Regions from separate parts of the Mus musculus genome. Here regions 2, 3, 4 and 5 are each linked to region 1. Evidence: chromatin contacts called from public HiChIP or PLAC-seq and promoter capture Hi-C data. All regions are on one chromosome and are shown on one strand. The core of a region is the stretch at or near the end of the contact, and the rest is flanking DNA. Distances in the headings are between cores, read along the strand shown. Region 1 holds the start of Ddx11 (DEAD/H box helicase 11). Region 2 overlaps Rab31 (RAB31, member RAS oncogene family). Region 3 overlaps Rab31 (RAB31, member RAS oncogene family). Region 4 holds the start of Mtcl1 (microtubule crosslinking factor 1). Region 5 has its middle 27 kb from the start of Gm41608.

Region 1 (2,700 bases), core at 103-2,602:
TTTTTAGAATATCTACAGGGACAAGACGATGCTTTCCAAACAGAGGCCCTAAGAACATTGAGTCTTAGGACTGCTTAAGATCCTGGGTTTTCACCAGACAGTGCAGGCCTTTAATCCCAGCACTCAGGAGGCAGAGGCAGGTGGATCTTTGCATTTGGGGCCAGCCTGGTCTACTGAGGGAGTTCCAGGACAGCCAGGGCTACACAGAGAAACCCTGTCTTGGGAAGAGAGAGAGAGAGAGAGAGAGCGCTGAGATAATCAGACATAGCCCTCCACTCTGAAACTTGATACAATCAAACTTTAGGGAACAGTAACTCAGTCCCAGAGCCCGGAATTGGGGTTAAGGAGCTAGAAGCGAAATCACATATAGCCCTTCTCCCTCTTCTACTGCAAGCTCTGTCTTGAGCCTTTCAAGCATATGTATAGATGACAACAGAACCAACAGAATAATCAAAGGCTCACAGATCCCACTGGGGACTAAATCCCACAACTGCCAGGCTCCCTATAAAATGGACACTAAAGGGCAAAGAACTAATCTTTCTTACATCTCTCTGCAAAAGAGCGAGAAGGGCACCAAGCTTGAGGGTGTGGTTAGGATTTTTAGCCACAGCCTCTGAAAATGGATCATGTTCAGTGTCCCTAGTGCAATAAACAGAGACGTTTATAGTGACCAATTGCTACACCTCCCGTGCTGTGTGTGCTTTTGTAACTAGTGACAGAAAACCAAATCTCAATGGACTTACTGTTCCCCAGAGCCTGTCAATTTTTTTTAATTCTGCGTTACACTACAGGAACAGTTTCTAAAAACAATCACCATAGTAGTACACCTTTGTCATGATTGTGAAACAGATTCAATATCTATAGTAAGGAGGAAACATAAATACATGCATGATGAATGACCTCATCAAAAACCCTCTTAGTACTTAGTGGCTTGTATACATCTGATATTTGATAGTTTCTCTTTTCTACATTTAACATTCTTTGAGAAATCTATTTGAATCTTGGGGGCTGGTGAGATGGCTCATCGGTTAAGAACACTGGCTGCGCTTCCAGAGGTCCTGAGTTCAATTCTCAGCAAGCACATTCTGGCTCACAGCCATCTTTAGGGAGATCTGATGTCCTCTTCGGGCAATTGCGGATGTATATGCAGCAGAGCACTCATACATTAAATAAATACAATTTTTTAAAAAGCGCAATATTTCTGGGGAAACAACAACAACAACCCCCAATAGCCGGTAATACAAAAAAACTAATATGGAAGGTTAGATCAAAGCTCAAACACAGTTCTAATCCAGGCAATATTGAAGCACAAGGCCCGCGGTTGAGCGGCAGCGCGCAGGCGCAGTGGCTCGGGGGCGTGGCCACGTGGAGGGTTTTCTGCGTGCGCGCATGCTCCTTCAGTGAAACTGCAGTTTAAATTCAGCCGCGGCGGCCAGGCTCGCTTGCCGGCCTCAGTGAGGCGGTCCTGCGGTGGCGATCGAGTTCGGTGCTGTGTGGGAGAAGCGCTGCGACCGAAGGCAGAGAGGTGAGAAGGGCACACTCGAGCGGAGGCGGAAGCCGAGGAGGCTGCCAGGGGGCAGGGTTAGCCGAGCGCGCCCTACGGCCGGACGTGGGGGCGGAGGCGGCGTGGGATGGATTGGAGCGAGTGGCAGCCCAAGTATAGTGGCGCCTTCGGTGAGTGTACGTAACAGGTTGGATTCTAAAATGTAGAGAGTCTGTTTTAAACGATTTTCAGGGGTTATTGTATATAGTGAAGTCAGGTGAAGACACAGGTTGACTGATAATGAACTTGAGATCCAATTTGGCAGTGTGCCTCAGGGACCATACTGTTGCATTCTCGGCTGCACTGCCCCCCCCCCCTTTTTTTTAAGGTTGAGGAAGTTCGGGAAGTCGACCACATTTTGATGGAAGTGGCATAAAAGTAGGATTAAATAATAAATACATGGTCCCTGCATGCAGGACCCTGTCCTGAAATCCCGGCTAGCTTGCAGTTCTCATGTACAGGGTTTCCCTGCCTGCCCGCAGCCCGGGTTCCTGGTTTTCCCAGACGGCGACATTCTTCACCTCCGAGTGCATCATTTCAGGAAATCTCCTGTTTAGCCTTGCTAAGTTCTCTGTTGTACTTAGGTGAGCTTGACCATAGCAGAGCGCTTCGCACCTGGGTTAAATGCGTACTTTTTCTTCTTTAATGCTACTTACTCCTTAACACCCAGCCGCTTTCGGTTGTAGATTAAGCTCTGGGCAGCTGCTAGGCGAGGGCTCCACTAGTGAGCAGTGTCTCCAGCCAGCAGTTCTGTCATGATATCCGTGATAGGTTAAGTGAAATTAAGAAGGGGGTGGGGTGGGGGCTCTGAAGAGTGCTTAACACATGTTAGATGCTCAGAATCTGTGGTTACCTTTAAAAACTTACTTTTACTATTTTATGCATAGTTTGTATGTCTGGATCCTCTAGAACTGGAGTTAGAAACAATTGTGAGTTGCTGTGTGGGTGCTAGGAATTGAACCTGGGTCCTCTGGAAGAGCAGCCAGTGTTCTTAACTACTCCGCCATCTCTCCATCTCTTGTTGGCTACATTTCTTTACCCTCTCTTCGTGTTTTAGTGGTTTTCCAGTTGCATAGCTCTTTTTATTACTGCATTTTCTTAAATTTGTTGTGTGGCCTTTAGTTTTTGTTGTTTTGTTTTGCTCGGTGCTTTCTCCA
Region 2 (2,700 bases), core at 178-2,677, 420 kb before region 1:
CCATAAAGGCGTGCACCTCCACCGCCCGGCTGTAAAAGCTTTCTTATTAAAACCTCCTTTGAAAGGCTATTTAGAAATCAACACTTCAGATACCAATTCCAATCCTTCACAGACTACTCAAAAATATATATACTTTAAATTTCAGTATTGAGATAGTGCCCAGGTACCATTTAAGAGCAGCACAGAAAATTCTGGAAAGCCAATCTTCAAAGAGATGGTTATCTATGTTCTTTGGACATGTGACTAGTTTTGGGTTTTTTTGTTTGTTTGTTTGTGTTCTTTATTTTATTTATATGAGTACACTGTAGCTGTCTTCAGACACGTCAGAAGAGGGCATTACGGATAGTTGTGAGCCACCATGTGGGTGCTGGGAATTAAAGTGGGGACCTTTGGAAGAACAGTAGGTGCTCTTAACTGAACCATCTCTCCAGCCCCTAGTTTTGTTTTGTTTTTTAAGATTTCATTTTTATTTTTAGTGTGTGTGTGTATGTGTGTGTGTGTGTCTATGTCCAAATCCCCTTGGATCTGGACCTACAGAGGTGGTGGTGAGCTGCCCAACATGGGTGCTGGGAACCAAATTCCGGTCCTCTGGAAGAGCAACGTCCACTTTTAACAACTTCCCAGCTGTCTCCCCAGCCTTAACTACTTGGCGTTTTAAGGTTGTCTACATCGTAAGAAAGGAATGCCCTTCAGCATGCTGGGCTACTCAGCTTTGGCGGGTGAATGTTGCAGCGGTCAGCTTCTTGTCACGCTAACAAAGTATCTGAGGTAATAAACTGAGAGAAAGGAGCTATTTTATCTGAGAGTTAGGGGTTCTAGCCTAGGATCAATTGCTCAGATTTAGCGTGTAGTTAAGGTCACAGAACAAGAGAAAGAAGTTGCCAGGATTCCACATTCCATATGGGCATTTTTGAGTGCCTATTGACTGTTCTCTCTCTCTCTCTCTCTCTCTCTCTCTCTTTCTCACACACACACACACACACACGCATACACGCACACACACACCCCTCTCTCTCCTCCCTTCATCCTCCCTCTTTTCCATCCCCCTGCTTCCTTCCTCCCTCCCTCTTTCCCCCTTTCTCGAATACAGTGAAAGTATTATGCCAGGAAATTCTCCAAACAAGCTTCTTTAATCACATGCGATGACTTCATAAATTTCACAGTAGCAAAACTGCAGGTCAGGAATGAGCCGTAGAGGAAAAGACATGAAGTTTCCAAACAAATATGTCTCCAGCTGGGCTCTGCTCCCCAGATGAAGAGTTAGCCCTGCCAGACATTCTGGCTTCAGGTTCCGGATCTTGGAGACGGATCTTGGAAGACGGATCCTGCAGAGTGAGTTTTCAGAGAATGATCTATCCCTGGAGAGTCAGAGGCAGCCGGGGACAAAGCTAGTCTGTGGCCAGTTTGCAGATAGGCCTCAGGTGCCAGCTCCCAATTAGAAGCTCCAGCCCTGCCCAGGAATGCAGAGCAGCCACAGTCAAGGCCAGGGAGAGTCAAGGGCAGAAGCCAAAAGGCCCCAAAGCCCCGGAGAACTGTAACAAAGGCGAGTGATGGAAGAAAATTCTTGCCATTCCCAGCGTGCTCAGCTGGCAGAAGCTGAATGGAAAAACAGTAATGAAGGATCGCTCTGTCCCAGTTTCACACAGACCTTCTCTCTTCCCTGAAAAGAGAGCCTAGTTAATATGCCTGCCCCAACATCCTGACACCTGACAGAATGGAGGGGGAACAGAGAGAGTGCCTGGAGACAATGGAGGGAACTGTTCACAATGGTTAGCACCAAAGAAGGGCACCGTCATCCCAAGGACTGGTGGTTTTAATATTTCTGAGTTAATAGAAACTGGTTTTTTTTTTAAATGATACATAACCTATGCAATAACAAGAAACGTCTTTCTTAATAGTTTCCTTTTTAATAAATATGTCATTAAATCCAAAAGTGCTTCTTCAGATGTGGGGGCTCTAATCCTAGCATTCAGGAGGCAGAGGCAGGCAGATCTCTGAGAGTGTGAGGCTAGCCTTGTCTACATAGTGGGTTGCAGGATAGCATGTCTACCTGTACCAAAGAGTGCACCAAAGACCTCGGAAGACGGTGTCGATTCCCTGGAACTGGAGTTATAAACAATGGTGAGCTGCCAAAGAGGTGCTGGGAGCCAAACCCAGATCCTCTGGAAGAGCAGCCAGTGCTCTAATCTGCTGAGCCGTCTATAGTGCCAAGACGAGTGTTTTTATAAGACAGTGTAGGTGGTATCGCTCAGTGGTAGAGTGCTTGTTCTTAGCAGCCTCAGGGGGCCCCAGGTTCAGTTCTCAGATATAATAATAATGATGATGATGATAATCATAATAAATAACGAGGAGGAAGAAGAGAAGGAGAAGGAAGATGAAGAAGAGAAGGAGGAGGAGAAGGAGAAGAAGGTACAAAGAACTAGAATCTTCCATGAGCTGGGATATCATACACGGATAAACATGTGTTCTGTTGAAGGGGTGCATGCTTCGTAAGGTCATGAGCCTCAATTTAGCCTAGGAATTTCCTAAAAGTCCAAAATGATACCTCGTGATAATAGTTGCCTCAAACCCGTTTTTGCTAAAAAGGCTGATTCCACACTTGAGCCCACAAGGACTGGGTGAAAGGCCTGACACTCTGCCTTTGTTTTGTATCTGCCTCCTTTACTTTGGGTCAAACTCACACTTGACTCGGTAGTGTTG
Region 3 (2,700 bases), core at 142-2,641, 400 kb before region 1:
GCAGTGATGTACCACCAAGCCTGGCTTACATATCACTAGGGATCAAACCCAGAGAGAGAGCTTCATGCACTTCACCCACTCTACTACCAACTGAGTTACATTCCCAACCCCTAAAGGTGTGATTAAAAACAAAAACAAAAAAACAAAAACAAAGTTTTAGGCTGACAAGATGGCTCAGTAGTTAAGAATGCTTGCTGCTCTTGCAGAAGACCCAGGTTCAGTTCCAAGCACCACAACGCAACAGCCCACAAACATCTGTGATCCCAGTTCCACTGGACATCTGGGACTTAATATCCTCTTCTGGTCTCTACAGGCAATTGCGTAAACATGATGCACGGAAAATACATTTGGACAAAATATCCATACAATTTTTTTTTGAAAGATTCTAATCAAGTGGCTGAGAAACTGGCTTAGAAAACGGGTACATGAAGAATGATGGATGAACTGAGTTCAATCCCCAGGACACTCTTGATAGAAGAGAACTCCCCCAAGTTGCCCTCTGACAGATGATCATCTTGCTTCTCTAGCTCACCAAAAAAGCTGGCGTTTCACTTGAGCCATCTGCAGAAGGCAAGGACTGGAGTTAATAATCGTAAAACAGCTTAGCGCTTTCACCATGAAGGGTATTTCAAGGGCTGGCCTTCAGGCCGGCTCTGCTCAGCTGATCTGTGGAATGGACTTAGGGTGGAGCTCTCCGCCACGCCCCCATGCATGCGCCCCAGGTGAGCATGTCAATTGAGAGGATGTAACATCTGTCATGGCTGGTGCATGGCAGGGGCGGAGCCACCACAACACCCTGAGAGCCCGGCAGAGAGTCCAAAGAATAAAGAAGTACAAGGAAGTACATAGTTCTCCAGCCAAGAGAACTAAGGGCAGCTCTCTCCAAGCAGCACTTTTGGGGTAAAGAATAGGGATGATCCTGGGTGTGACCTAAAAACATGTGAGGGAGGAGAGCCAGGTGGAGCATCTGCTTCAGAGCCCTGCGTGCTGGGGTTGGACGTGGGTGGGCACCTCTGAGTGTTCAGACCCTCCCTACTGTGTCTGGGAACCCTGCAGGCCAGGAAAGGTAGCCTACCACCTCCCTCTAATGGAGTTTGCAAACCAGGGAGGTAGCTGATAACCGATACCGGTGGGGTCCAGCCTACGGTCAGTACAGAGAAAGCAGGGTTTCGGAGATGCTTATGGCTAGAGCGAGCGAAGAATGAAGAAACAGATGGAAGATGCCTGAGAAAGGACTCTTAAACCACGGACCATGATGTAAAGTAGAAGAACGGGGCGTGGGTCCAGCCAGGGTGAGGCTGCCACTCGGCCCGCCCAGCAACTTCTAGGACACAGTTGCTTCCTGGAGGAACCCTTGCAGCACAGGGCGTTTCCGGTGCCTTCCTGGGCAGGGCAGAGCAGGGCAGAGCGGGGCAGAGCAGCTGTGTAGTTTCCATTCCCCTGAGGGTGGCATGGTTGAAGGAAGGGCTTAAAGCAGCTGAGGAGGGACAAATGAGCTGTCACTGGTGGGGGTGGTGAGGACCCGGGCCAGAAAAGTGCAGGCCAAAGGCAGTGGTGGCAGTGAATGGAGTCTTTAATTTTTTTTTAATTAATTAATTTTCTCTCCTTCTTCTCCTCCTCCTCCTCCTCCTCCTCCTCCTCCCCTCCTCCTCCTCCTCCTCCTCCTCCTCCTCCCCTCCTCCTCCCCTCTCTTCTCCTCCCCTTCCTCCCCTCCTCCCTCACATGTTTTTAGGTAACACCTGGGCTCGTCCAACTCCGTACCCTAAAACTATGAGCCAATTAGAAAATGCTCGTAGTTTGCTGGCCTTTAATTCCAGCACGGGGGAGGGGAGGCACGGGGAAGGGGCAGGGGGCACAGATACAAGCAGATCTCTGTGAGTTCAAGGTGAGATGCCAAATCTCTCAAGTTCAGACTTCATTTAGAGAACCTGACCTAAATTTGAACAAGTTGCTACTCCACAACAACAACAAAAAAATTAGCCTAGCTCTAGTCTCTAGGCTAATCCCCAACAAAACCAGCGTTTCCAGGCTATACCCTCAACAAGACCAGTGTCTCCAGGTTATTCCCCCAACAGACCTGCACCCCAGGTCACAAGCCCACACCTTGCCTAAAGACCACCAATGCAGAGGGGAGCAAAAGTTAAGGGTTTTTTTGGTTTGGTTTTTTTTTTGGTTTTGGTTTTTTGGTGTTTTGGAGACAAGGTTTCTCTCTGTAGCCCTGGCTGTCCTGGAACTCACTCTGTAGACCAGGCTGGCCTTGAACTCAGAAATTCACCTGCCTCTGCCTCCCAAGTGCTGGGATTAAAGACATGCGCCACCATGCCCGACCCCACAAGTTAAGTTTATGATATGACTCACAGCACCAGCCAATTATGTTAAAGGCCACGGTAGCTCTCCAATTAGATGCTTGCCTTGCCCTAATAGACGTTTCAGGCTTCCCCACCACCAAAACTGTCTTGCGTGACCTTGGGGTGGGGGTGGGGGGGCGAGCTAGCTCAAACAGAATAAAGACCCTGCTGTGAGTTGCCTCAGCTTGGCTCCTGTGTTCGCTGGCACAACAAAGGTTTGGTATACAATGCAATTCCTGGACAGCCAGGGCTGTTACAATGAGAAACCCTGCTTCAAAACGAGGACACAGAAACAAAACCATCAAACAAAAAGTAAAAAAAAAAAAAAAAAAAGAAAGAAAAAGAAAAAAAG
Region 4 (2,700 bases), core at 176-2,675, 330 kb after region 1:
AGTCGTTCTCCGAGCGCAGTTCCTCCATCTCCCTCAGCAACTCCTCTTCCTCAGCCACCACCAAGAGCCGGGGCTGTTCGCCCAGGCTAGGCTCCTTGGAGGTCCCCAGAATCGTCCGCTCCGGTGGCGCTCGGCCCCCAACATCCTCCTGAGAACCGGGTCCCGGGGACCCTGTGGAGGCCCCGCCTGGGCTGCTTCGGCCCCCGAGACAGGCACTGGCGACAGGGGGCGCCGCGAGCAGGATAGGGGGCTCGGGGCTGCCCGGCGGCGGCCCGCGGGATCCGGAGCTCGGAGTGGGTGCTCCGCGTATGGGTTCCCGGTCACTGGAGCCGGTGCCCGACTCAGCGTCGCTGCTGGCGGCGGGGAGTAGGCGCTGCTCATCAGACAAGGGTTCGGAGGCGCAGTCGGAGAGATCCGAGCTGCTGTCCGTGTGGTTGATACGACAGCCAGCCACCGAGGTCACAGAGAGGGTCACGGCGGGGACCCGGGAGGCGCGAGCCGGGGGCACGACGGCGCGAGCTGGAGGCGTCCCGGGGCCGCGCTTGGTTTTGCGACCCTTCGCGACGGCAGGCGGTGGCTCGGCCCCAGTCGGCCTCCCAACCCGGGACAGTGGCTCCGCCGGCCCCGCGCGCGCCGCCCTCCTGGTCCCCGGGACGGCCTTAGCGCCGCCCGCCGACCTGGCTCCGGCGCCCGGCGGCGGCTTGTCCTTCGCGCCGGGGACTACACCGCTGCGTCGGGAGAGGCGACCGGGCGCGGCCGGGGGCCCGGGCGACGGCGGCGCCTTCCCGGCAAGGCTAGGCGAGCGAGGAGCCGCGGGAGTCGGGGCACGGCCCGCAGAGGGGGTGGCCGTGGCGGGCCGCGTGTGCAGGTCCTTGAGGAAGGGTCTGGCGGGCGAGGGTGCGCGGTGCAGCCGCCTCCTCTCGGCCAGCGGGTGCAGGTGGTGGTGGCGGTGATGCTGGCCGGCTGGCTGCGGCTTGGTGTCCGGGGCGCCGCCGCCCGCGGGGCCGTTCAGCGTCTCCATGGCCCGGGCGGCGGCTGCGATCCGCAGCTCAGGCGGCAGATGCTCCGGGCGGCGGCGGCGGCGTGCAGCCTCCCCGCGCGCCCGGTCATCACTGACCCCCTGCCCCGCCCGGCGTGCACCCTGCGCTCCCGCCGTCCCCTCCCCCGCACTCAGCCGACCCGGGGGAGTGTGTCCCCTCGCTCAGGTCAACGGCGCTCGGATCCTCCTGGCACAGCCGCCACGGCCGCTCGCATCCCCTGCACCGTGCGTTCAGAGAGCTGAAGTGGCCGCCACCGCGGCCTCGCACAAAAACACTTGTCTGGCGACGCGCGCCCGGCTCCCGAGTTCCGCTCCCCGCCCACTGCCAGTCCGCGGGGGATCGGCAGCCACGGCTTCTGCTCGGCTGCTCCGGCGGAGAGAAGCTGCTGCACGCGCGTCCCCCTCCGTCCCCAGCCCGACGCGCACGCCCCGCCTCCTGCTAGCGGGACGGGGAGGGGGCGGGGCGGGCAGGAGGCGGGGCTGCAGCTCGGGGGACGCGGGAGACGCAGAGCCCGAGTGCCCACGCGTCCACGCAGCAGAGGACCACTCTTTGCCTTTGGATGTACTGGGGCTACCACCCTGAGCCGGCTAGGAAGGGAAGAAGCTGGGGTGAAGGGAGGGAAGAGGGCGGGCATCGGCCACTTGGGGACACTTCAGGTGCAGGCGGGGTAGAGGGCCCCTCTGCGGTGGGTGCCAGCCTTCTCTCTGTTCCACCCAGCCCCCTCTATCTGACTCCTGCCTCCCCTCTTCGCTTCGCTGCCCACCGCTCTCCCCAGAGCTTCTTTAAGGATTCCTGGTACCGGATGCAGCGTCAGGACCGACACAGCGCTCCACAGTTGGCACCCCCAGTGGCCTGGGCAGCTCTGAAAGGGAGGAGCCGCTGTAGAAATCGGAGAAGCAGCTCGTCAAGCCGGGGTCTGAAAGGGAGCTCACATTTATAGTTCCGGCGACCTTGCTCCAGGCACTGCTTCTACTCGCATGATGACAGTCCCGAATTCGAAATCCTGTTTTCAGAAGGAGACATGGGCACGAGGAAGTGAAGTGGCTTGTTTGAACTCCGGGGCTGAGCGGGGATTCAAACCTAGGTCTACCGGAGTCTCAGCAGTACACGTTTGCCTTAGAGCACCAAGGAGCCTGAGGGTTCCGCTCCGTGGGCAAGGTACTTGACCTTTTGGGTCTCCGATTCCCGCCTCACCTGTAGAATCAGAGAAAACCGAATGTAGATGTATTCTGATTAACTGAGCAAAGAGAAGGACTCACCCGTCCACTGTAAAGTGCTTTTGACAGATGTTCCGTGTGGTTTATATCCCAGGCTTTGGATGTTGGGCAATAAGCGCCCCGAGGACAAGTCTAAGTTGTCCTCTATCTAGATTCGGGATTTGGGGAGCAGGGATGAACAAGAAGAAGACGCCAGCGGGGAAATCCTGTGTGTTTCCTGAAAGATGCTGGTCTTGAAGTTCACAGCACAGTTAAGTGGGACAGGGCTTAGACCTAAAGCTGTGGAGTGGAAAGTGAAGGATTCTGGTTGATCTTATTTGCTGAGAAAGATCCCAGAGCCGCAGGGTGGGGCAGAGGGCATGGTGTGGGTGACTGCATCCCGAAGCACGAGGAGAGTACAGACTTGAAATGTTAAAGGAAAATTGTACTCAAAGTCCGTGGTC
Region 5 (2,700 bases), core at 81-2,580, 360 kb after region 1:
ACTACCAACTTGAATGTTTCACATCTTATCTTACGTTGCTTGAGAGACTTGTACCACTCCCATTTCTCATTTATAAGTGCAAAAACCTCACTCTTTTCTCCACATTATTCAAGCTGAGAAGTCTATCACTACTAGCACTTGCCACATTTACAAACGTAAACCACCCAAAGATGAAGATCAATTTAGCTGATGAAAACTTAGAGCAGGATACTTTGGCTCACACAGAACCAGTGTGTGCACGGTAATCTTTTTCCTACGGTGGATTACAGAGGCCACATGTCATCATCTATCTGCAGACTAGAAATAGACTGTTTCATTGCATTCTACCCAGAGAGCGGGTGTCGCTGGCAGGCCCTCAAAGTAGCTAAGAGTGAGTCTAGCTCTTGCAGAAGACCTAAGGGAGGACCCTAGCCCATCACATGAGGTGACTCCCAATCACTTATGACTCCAGTGTCAGGACATCTGCCACCCTCCGGTCTGCACAGGCACCTTCATGAAATGGTACACATAAAATTCACACAGATGCATGCACATACACGTTAGTAAAAATACATAAATCTTTTAAAACATGACTGTGTTTAAAAAAAAAAATCGTGTGATACATACATGCCCATGCACAATTATTGTTTGTCAATTAAAAGAAGAGACGGGTATGGTGGTATGCGTGTATGCCTGTCTGTTTGAGTATGTCTGTGTATGTGAGTACAGGTGCCAATCAGAGGCCAGAAGGGTCAGATCCTTTGGAGATGGAGTTATATCGGTGGTTGTGAGCTGCCTGACATGGGTGCTGGGGACTGAGTCAGGCTCTCTGTAGGGCAATCGCTTCCCTTAACCGCCGTGCCCTTTCCAGCCTCTAGTGATTATCAATGAAAGCCCTTTGGAGACCAGCAGGCTCTGGAAAAAGCTTTCCCTGATATCCCTTAACCTGCCTCAATATTGGACCATCAAAAAAGGAAAACCATTGCATTCGTCTCCTTTCTGAGGCTTGGCGGAACTGACGCCCAGCCGGCTCTGTTCCAAGCTGTCCTCTGGACTCATTCTCTCCTCCTCCGTATCGCTTGTACCCCCCTGTCCCCTCTAAAACAGTGTATAGAGACCTCAGGCCTCAGCGCTCCTGGTACCACCGACCTCCTTCCCTCACAAAGACAAGAGGGCAGGGAAGCGTGGATCAGCTCTCCAAACCACACTCCTAGAGGACAGGTGACAGAGGGAGAGCATGACAGACAGTGGAGAAAGGAGGAAAGCAAGACTAGCGTGCCTCAGCCCACGCATGCTCCGAGGAGCTGTGCTCGCCCGCTTAGGCAGCCTCAGCGCACGCATGCTCCGAGGAGCTGTACGAACCCACCAGGCTGCATGTAGGTTGTGGGCCAAGACTGTATGAGAGTCTCTGAAGGGAGTTTCCATTCTGCTGGTTAGAAGCCATGGATCCTAGATAAGTCACTTTCCCTCTATCTTGGAGTCCCTGGTTCAGACATCAGGTGACCAAAATCCGCTTGTTTCGCAAGCTCCTTTGAGAATAAATTCATCCAAAACGGGGAGTTGTGACAGAAGCCTGTAAATTCAGCACTTGGAAGCGGGGGTGGGGGGTTAGGAGGGTGGGGGAAGATAGGCCGTTCAAGGTCATCCTTAACCAAGAAGTGGGGGAAGAAACAGAAAGGAAGACAGAATAGGCAGCTATTGATATGGAAATCCAGTACGGCACACAGCACCCTTTGCCACAGCCTCCACCTCCGACCCTGCGCTTTGCATACAGCTGGAGCCTTCCCTCTGAAGTCACTGAGCCTACGGGTGTCTAGAGGGACAAAGAAAGGCGCGGCTGTTGCGGGAGCTGTAGAATAAAGGTTTAGCCCGGACCCCTATTGTCCTGCCTTCTTACTCTTGTTTTCACATTTCAATTAGCAAAGCTGAACTGGGAGGCCAACTCTTTGTTTTCGTCGTAGCCTAACTCAAATTCAACGCTAACCTGAAGAATCTGTGGTACGGCGATAAAAATAAAGTGGTCAAATCGGAGGTTGTCAGTCACAAACCAAAAGGGCCTACGCAAAGTCATAATCCTAAGGAGGGCATTTTAGGATGACTTTCAAAACAAAGTTAGCCTCTTTTTTGGGAGGGGGTTGTGTGTGTGTCTGGGCGGGTTCTTCTCGGCTTAAACAGGCTCCTCCTGGGCAGAAGTTACTGTGGCTTGGAGAGCCCAGTATTGCCTATCTGATGGGTCCCAGGGCCTCCCCGCCCTGGTTCAACGTGATCCGATTAGCTGGCAGTCTCCGGAGGTCAGGAGCCCAGCTGCAAGTGCAAATTGGTCTTGGGAAAGGGTGTGGCTTCCAGTCTCTGCTAGTCTCCCCCACATCAGCAGGGCTGCTTTCCTTGGTAAAATTCAGGAGGACTGGAGGAGGAGAGAATTTTTATCGAGTCCTTAGCATTGAGGCGACCCTGTGCACTGGTACAGGCTGACCTCCCCTCATCAGCGCAGATGGCCTGCAGCCAGTGTGACCAGCCCCCAGCCTCCCGTTCCCTCATAGATTGCTCAGTGCCACTGATCCACCCGCGACTGTCGCTGTTTATGATTTAATTTATACTAATAGGTTAAAGCGTAGCTGTGACATTTGTCATTTTGTATGGGAGCAACATGCTTCTGTAAGGCAATTAACGCTAAATGCTCACTACAGTACGGTAGTGACGCTTGTCTGTGTGAATTGTTAT

The links. Promoter capture Hi-C pulls out the DNA fragments that hold promoters and counts their contacts. HiChIP or PLAC-seq counts read pairs in DNA pulled down with a chosen protein or histone mark.
Region 2: a promoter capture Hi-C map of pre-B cells shows a contact between it and region 1. The contact joins the enhancer-like site here to the promoter of Ddx11 in region 1. A contact is called at or near these places in 5 of 39 promoter capture datasets (the C10 cell line, the HPC-7 cell line, cranial neural crest and 1 more), 1 of 15 datasets of contacts at CTCF or cohesin (the NIH/3T3 cell line), 1 of 484 Hi-C or Micro-C datasets (centroblasts), 3 of 115 datasets of contacts at active chromatin or transcription factors (embryonic stem cells, microglia and pancreatic cancer cells) and 1 of 9 other capture datasets (liver).
Region 3: a contact with region 1 is called in a promoter capture Hi-C map of pre-B cells. The contact joins the enhancer-like site here to the promoter of Ddx11 in region 1. A contact is called at or near these places in 5 of 39 promoter capture datasets (the C10 cell line, the HPC-7 cell line, cranial neural crest and 1 more), 2 of 484 Hi-C or Micro-C datasets (centroblasts and embryonic stem cells), 3 of 115 datasets of contacts at active chromatin or transcription factors (embryonic stem cells, fetal liver and microglia) and 1 of 9 other capture datasets (adipose tissue).
Region 4: a contact with region 1 is called in an H3K4me3 HiChIP or PLAC-seq map of embryonic stem cells, with 8 times the contacts expected there. The contact joins the promoter of Mtcl1 here to the promoter of Ddx11 in region 1. A contact is called at or near these places in 14 of 39 promoter capture datasets (the 3T3-L1 cell line, 3T3-L1-derived adipocytes, the SN4741 cell line and 7 more), 1 of 15 datasets of contacts at CTCF or cohesin (the NIH/3T3 cell line), 8 of 484 Hi-C or Micro-C datasets (the HL-1 cell line, LSK cells, cortical neurons and 4 more), 12 of 115 datasets of contacts at active chromatin or transcription factors (the NIH/3T3 cell line, astrocytes, embryonic hindbrain and 7 more) and 3 of 9 other capture datasets (adipose tissue, liver and pancreatic islet).
Region 5: a contact with region 1 is called in a promoter capture Hi-C map of embryonic stem cells. The contact joins the enhancer-like site here to the promoter of Ddx11 in region 1. A contact is called at or near these places in 6 of 39 promoter capture datasets (the C10 cell line, cranial neural crest, embryonic stem cells and 2 more), 4 of 484 Hi-C or Micro-C datasets (the N1E-115 cell line, brown adipocytes, cerebral cortex and 1 more), 21 of 115 datasets of contacts at active chromatin or transcription factors (craniofacial prominence, differentiating embryonic stem cells, embryonic basal ganglia and 10 more) and 3 of 9 other capture datasets (adipose tissue, embryonic stem cells and pancreatic islet).

Annotation. Positions count from the first base shown.
Region 1 is chr17:66,122,168-66,124,867 of GRCm38.p6, forward strand. Ddx11 (DEAD/H box helicase 11) reads left to right here and starts at 1,353. Exons shown (of 27, transcript NM_001348292.1): 1 at 1,353-1,525.
Region 2 is chr17:65,700,819-65,703,518 of GRCm38.p6, forward strand. All of the region lies in intron 3 of Rab31 (RAB31, member RAS oncogene family), which reads right to left. Among named protein-coding and RNA genes, the nearest start is that of Gm35477, 60 kb to the left of the region's middle. Within about 2 kb of position 1,428, at least 155 of the 459 cell types and tissues checked have an H3K27ac peak or open chromatin away from gene starts, as enhancers often do. A contact at or near this core is called in the NIH/3T3 cell line, embryonic stem cells and pancreatic cancer cells, where this site is marked.
Region 3 is chr17:65,723,075-65,725,774 of GRCm38.p6, forward strand. All of the region lies in intron 1 of Rab31 (RAB31, member RAS oncogene family), which reads right to left. Among named protein-coding and RNA genes, the nearest start is that of Rab31, 48 kb to the right of the region's middle. Within about 2 kb of position 1,392, at least 152 of the 459 cell types and tissues checked have an H3K27ac peak or open chromatin away from gene starts, as enhancers often do. A contact at or near this core is called in the HPC-7 cell line, adipose tissue, centroblasts and 3 more, where this site is marked.
Region 4 is chr17:66,448,325-66,451,024 of GRCm38.p6, forward strand. It overlaps Mtcl1 (microtubule crosslinking factor 1), which reads right to left and starts at 1,426. Exons shown (of 14, transcript NM_172963.4): 1 at 1-1,426. The coding sequence starts at 1,021.
Region 5 is chr17:66,478,176-66,480,875 of GRCm38.p6, forward strand. No RefSeq gene overlaps it. Among named protein-coding and RNA genes, the nearest start is that of Gm41608, 27 kb to the right of the region's middle. RefSeq lists an enhancer at 221-2,700. Within about 2 kb of position 1,331, at least 124 of the 459 cell types and tissues checked have an H3K27ac peak or open chromatin away from gene starts, as enhancers often do. A contact at or near this core is called in the N1E-115 cell line, cerebral cortex, cortical neurons and 11 more, where this site is marked.